Regions from separate parts of the Sus scrofa genome. Here region 2 is linked to region 1. A link is a contact called in public HiChIP or PLAC-seq data. All regions are on one chromosome and are shown on one strand. Each heading gives the region's core, a stretch centred on a gene start, on an enhancer-like site or on the middle of the called end of the contact. The rest is flanking DNA. Distances are from core to core; before and after follow the strand shown.

What was found. HiChIP or PLAC-seq counts read pairs in DNA pulled down with a chosen protein or histone mark.
Region 2: a contact with region 1 is called in an H3K27ac HiChIP or PLAC-seq map of skeletal muscle, with 6 times the contacts expected there. The contact joins the enhancer-like site here to the promoter of MSI2 in region 1. A contact is called at or near these places in 11 of 47 Hi-C or Micro-C datasets (alveolar macrophages, embryonic fibroblasts, fetal heart ventricle and 5 more) and 1 of 2 datasets of contacts at active chromatin or transcription factors (skeletal muscle).

Annotation. Positions count from the first base shown.
Region 1 is chr12:33,535,963-33,538,662 of Sscrofa11.1, forward strand. MSI2 (RNA-binding protein Musashi homolog 2-like) reads left to right here and starts at 1,313. Exons shown (of 13, transcript NM_001315780.1): 1 at 1,313-1,374; 2 at 1,667-1,707; 3 at 2,020-2,101. The coding sequence starts at 1,313. LOC110256167 (a long non-coding RNA gene) reads right to left here and starts at 984. Exons shown (of 3, transcript XR_002337445.1): 1 at 377-984.
Region 2 is chr12:33,732,024-33,734,723 of Sscrofa11.1, forward strand. The region is part of intron 6 of MSI2 (RNA-binding protein Musashi homolog 2-like); the gene reads left to right. Among named protein-coding and RNA genes, the nearest start is that of MSI2, 200 kb to the left of the region's middle. Within about 2 kb of position 1,423, at least 10 of the 83 cell types and tissues checked have an H3K27ac peak or open chromatin away from gene starts, as enhancers often do. A contact at or near this core is called in skeletal muscle, where this site is marked.

The DNA.
Region 1 (2,700 bases), core at 63-2,562:
TTTGAAGCCTTCTGCCACCCTCAGCTACCTCCACAGATGGTGGGGGGCTTGGTCTTAATTTACATTTCATGCACTTCTCTACCTCAGCATAGAAACAATAAGACATACATAAAACGAAGGGGTTGAGAGGGGTTTCCTCAAATAACCACCCTTCCCAGCCCTCCCGGAGGTGCTCCCAAACTATTTCTCTTTATACGCAAAAATTTGATTTGAACTCCAATCATTTGACCTTGACCCCTATAAACCTATTTTATTATATTTTTTAAACTCCCTATGATTAACGCGGAAACCCTTTCTTCGGCATTTTCTCACCACTGGAATCGCGTCAGTTTCCTCAAAGTTCCAAAATAACCTTTCCCGGGCACGGATTTCGTACCTCTGCCAGGGAAGGGCGGGGAGCGGCGCAAGACGTGCCGGTTTGGAGCGAGAGCCAGAGAGAACTTCCAGCGCGAGAGGAAAATAAAACTTGTGGCTGGCGTTGGTGCGGGAGGGTCTCCGCAATCCTGAAGGCCCCCGACCTAGAGGGGTCTCGGGGGCCGCCCGAGGAGCGCCAGGGTCTGGGTTTGATCCCGACGTCCTTGACCTAAATTTCTGCGCGGTGGCTGGAAAAAGGGCGCAGAGCCGGGAGGGCGGCTGGTGCCATCCCCGGATCCCGGCGGCTGGGGCTGGGGAACTTGAATGGAGAGGCCGACCTAGAAGGGGTGGGGGGCGTCTTCTCCCCAGCCCGAGTGCGGAGCGGTGGCCAGCTCCCCGCGCTTCCCCCTCCCCCGATCCACCCTCCCCACGCAGCCCATGTGATCGAGGGAAGTCGGGGTGCGCTCCCCCCGCCCCCCGGCCCGGCCCGCCCGGAGGCGGGGCCCCTCGGGCCGCGGGGTTCGCGCACCGCCCCCGTGGGTCCGGCTGCGGGGGGCCGAGTGTGCGCGCGCGGCAGGCGGGGGCCGCACCGGGGTGCGTGACGTCACCGGCATTGGTTACACGACGTTCTAGAACTCCGCCCCACGTGCGCCGGGAGGAGGGGGAGGAGGAGGGGATGGGGGTGGGGAGGAGGAGGGGGAGAGGTGGGGATGGGCCGGGGGGGCGGGGACGGGGGGTGTGCGAGCAGCGGGGCTGAGCTAAGCCGAGCCCACGTGTGACGGCTCTCGCCGCTGCCCCGGCTCCGCCGCTCGCTGAGAGATTCGGAGGAGCCCGGGCGGGGGGGAGGAGGAGGGGGAGGAGGGAGCGGGAGATCTCGGGGCTCGGAGCCGGCCGCCGCTCCGCTCCGATCGCTGTGGGGCTCGGTTTTTTGGGGGTGGGGGGGCGGGGGGGCTCAGATATGGAGGCAAATGGGAGCCAAGGCACCTCGGGCAGCGCCAACGACTCCCAGCACGACCCCGGGTAAGTTTCCAGCCGCTGCCCACCGCGCCGCCTCGGGCTCGCTCTCCTTGCAGCGGCGGGGACGGCGGTGCGCGGAGCCGGGCATCTCCCGCGCCCCCCCGCCCCTCCCGCGCGCCCCCCCGTGGAAGTTACACACCTTTGGATTGCATTTCGCCGTCACCTTCTCCCCCACCCCACCTCCCGGCTCTCGCTCGCTCGCTCCCCCCTGCTTTCCTTTTAGCTTTTGTAAGTTACACGTCAAAATGGCCGATCTGACATCGGTGCTCACTTCTGTTATGTTTTCTCCCTCTAGTAAAATGTTTATCGGTGGACTGAGCTGGCAGACCTCACCAGGTAAGGGAGGGAGGGGGGGACGCCTGGGTCCCCCCCTTCTTGGCTTCTTTATTGCTCTTTGTTATCCCGGTGTAGGAGCCCCCCCCCGCCATTGGCTCCCCACTTCTCCTGTGCAAGGTTATTTTTTTAAATAGCAAATCCTTTCCGAGCCCTCTACGCGACCTCTGTTGCCGAATTTCCCCCGCGTGTGCAAAAAACCCCCCAGAATAACAACAGAAAACTACTTTTGGTTTTTGTCCTTGATCAAAATTTGCATTGCTTTTTTTTTTCCCCACACCTTCTCCCCCCCCATCTCTCTCTTTCTCTCTACAGATAGCCTTAGAGACTATTTTAGCAAATTTGGAGAAATTAGAGAATGTATGGTCATGAGAGATCCCACTACGAAACGCTCCAGGTAAACCATTCCCTTCTGGATTTTGTCTTTATTTTAGAAGAAAGTTTAAGTGTTATTTTTGGAGGTGTCTTCGGTAGTAGCTAAGCGGATTTAGAATGGGGCTCAGGCATGTGGCTGATTTCGAACGTCGCTCAGTCTCCCCCCCCCATTAACCCCAAAGGTTATTAATTGGGGCTGAACTCTGGCTACAGAGATGCCCATGTTTCTGCTTTAAGTCATTTCTCCGTCGCTTCTTTTTCTCCTGTTTCAAATGACATTCAGCTTCCATTCACTTTCCACATAGTTTTCTTTTTTTTCCCCTCCCTTCCCTATGTATCCTTTCCCCGCACTCCCAGTTCCCCAAACTCTTAAAGCCCCTCTTGGAAAGCTGGATGAATCTCCTCTAAGTGCTGGGTTTTCTTCGGAATAAAACAAAGCGTTAAAGAAAGGGAAGGGAGGAGGAGGAGGAGAGAGATTGAGGTGGCGAAAGAGTGGAGATACCAGCGTTCTCCAAGTTACCTCCAGCCGCCCTGCCCCCGTTCCACTTCCCCCATTAACCTTGATGTGTTTCCTTGGGAGGCGGAGGGCTGTAGGCAGGAGGGGGTGGGGAGGGCGCCGGG
Region 2 (2,700 bases), core at 173-2,672, 200 kb after region 1:
TGGAGCCTTATCGCTGTCTCAGATCGGGCTGCCATAACAAAATACCACAGACCGGCAGCTTCGACGACAGCGACTCACTTCTCACCGTTGGGAAGGCAGGAAATCCGAGATCAGGGTGTGAGGCTGGGTTCCAGGTTCTCGATGTTCCTCATGTGATGGAGAAAGAGCTCCAGCTTCCCTCTCAGGACCTCATCTAAACCTATAACCTCCCCAAAGCCCCACCTCCAAACACCATCACACTGGGGGTGGGGCTTCAATGTACGATTTTGGGGCAAATACACATCCTTTCAGTGCATAGAAATAACCCAGCAAGTCAAGGGGTCCTCACATGCCTGGTTCCCTGGAATATCCATGTTGGTCATTTATTATTGATGCCGTAAACGTGTTTGAATGAAAATAATGGAGATGTTGTGTCCCTTTCCCCTGTAATCCGAGCCACGCTGTAAACTTGTGCCTGTGTTAGGAGGGGGTGGTGGGGGTCTGTTCTGGCGAAGACTCAGTGCCAAGCTGTCCTTGGCCATGGCTGGCGGTAAGGGTGAGCTGTCTGCCCTGTGTGGTCTCTCCGGAGTTAGATGGTTCTTTGGATCTCAGATTGCTTTTCTTCTCGACCTAGAAGCCATGCCAGGCTGTTGGAACTGAGCTTGGGAGGACGGGAGGCAGGGCTTGCTCTGCGCTGTGAGCTGAAGAGGCAGGGATGGGGGGCGGGCAGTGGTACGTGGTGTGTGGACGGAGGGTCCGCAGAGCCTGATGGCCAGCCGGGTGCTGCTGCGGAACGCCGGCCGAGGCATAGGAAGCTGTGCCCCTCATTCCTTGTGAAACAGCGTTGTGATTTTTACGCCTGCGACCCAGAGACCTCTGTGGACCCCGTGTCTCTCGGCTTCGCATCAGTCAGCGCCTGTTTTTCAACAGTCTCACCCGGGGCATGTTGCCCGTGGGCGCGTACGACGGGGCTCTGCGCTCGGCTGTGGAGCTAAAAGAGGTTAAGAGGAGGCAGCGCTCACACCACTGCTAAAGGCCAGAGAACTCTGCTGAAGAGCCGGTCATCGTCACCCTGAGCCGGGCTATTTATAATTGGGCTGCTGCCACAGGCCGTGGATGAATGGCCGTCTGTGCGGACACACACGTTGTGTGCTGGATCTCAGTGTGCGTGTTTACTTAGGTGCCTCTGTGACCTGGACGTGATTTCCCAGCCGCCCAGGGGTGAGGCTTGAGGGGCTGGGGATGCAGGCTGGGGTGGGCGGGAGGCCGCAGCCAATGCCTGGAGACTTGGCACCTCTCTGAGGGAGTGGGCCTGGACCATCTCTCTGGACTGCGGAGGAGACAGAAGCCCAGCTGGGGCTCAGAGCAGGCTCAGGACAGGGGGCCCCCCTTCCGTGGGCCAGGGGGCTGTGGCTCTGCCCCCTTGCTCCTGACAACACTGCCCCCTGGTGTTCTGCCAGGGCTGCGAGACCTCACAGGCCTGGAGAGCGAGCGTGGAGGCACCATCCCCACCCAGTGCACGGCCTTTTGTCAGAGGTGGTGACGCGGGCCGTCCGCTGATGGAGGATGGAGTCCCTGTGTTTTGTTTCCACTGATGGGGATGGATTTGCAGAACCTCCCATGCTCCTGCCTGGTCCTGGTGATTCATGTGTGCAAGAGGGCTGACCCGCGAGCGGAAGTGGCCTCCTGCCACTCCAAGGATGGTGCACAGGCAGAAGCTTCTCACCCAGTGGGTCTGCACTGGTAGTTGCCCACCCCCTCCGATGCCCAGGGCTGATGCTTCTTCAGACATTTGGCACTGATTTTCAGCCCTGAGGCTCTCGGGTATCAGTGAAGCCTGGCCTTCCTGTCTGCCTCCCCTAGAGTCCAGTCTCCCTAACAAGTGGCTCCCTGCCCTCAGAAGCCTGCTGTGTCACCTGCCCTGCAGCCTGCAGTGATGGGCTGGTTGGAACTGCAGGGAAGTGGGTTTTTCAGAGACATAAAAAGGTAGCATCAGTGTGCAGACTCAGCTCTGGAGTCGGATGGACCTGGGTTTGAGCCTGAGGTTCAGGATGCCGTTTTGTCGGCGGAGCTTTTTCTGTCTTGAGTAAAAGGGGATCCTGGAAGGCAGAGCCCCATGTGAGGCCCAGAAGGCATGTCCCATCAGGGTTGCTCTCTTTTTCCTTTTCTCAGCCCGATTCTATCCTTTCTTCCTTTGCGGTGTTGCCGTTTAAACCTACGTAATTACAGTGTCATCAGAAGCGTTACGCTGGTTAACTGGGATCTGAGGAACACTTAGCAGGCTGCCCTGCACATAGTAGGTCCAGTGACAACAGTAGTTGCTATAGTTGTCTGTTTGGGCCCAGGGACAGCTGCAGGGTCTCGTTACTTTTCATTCTTGCGGCAGCCTGGCAGCTTTGTGGGGAGGTGCCGGACCAGAGGCGTCTCAGTAATGCTTCGCCTCCCTCCGCCCCAGTGAGCCCCCAGGGAGGCTTCCCCCACTTTAAGTGGGCTCCGTGTCACGTGCGTGTCCTTGCACATCCGCACCGCCAGTTTTGACGAACCTTCTGGAGACGTTGACCTTCTTGGTTCTCAAGCATGAGTAACTTTGCTTCCCTCAAGGGAAGTTGCTGTAAGTCTCAAACTTGGAGGGGTTTTTGTTTGGGGGCAGGGTGTTATTTCCCTGAAACCTCAGAGGGCTCATTGGGGCCGCAGGGTTTTAGGCAGCCTGTCTGATGATCC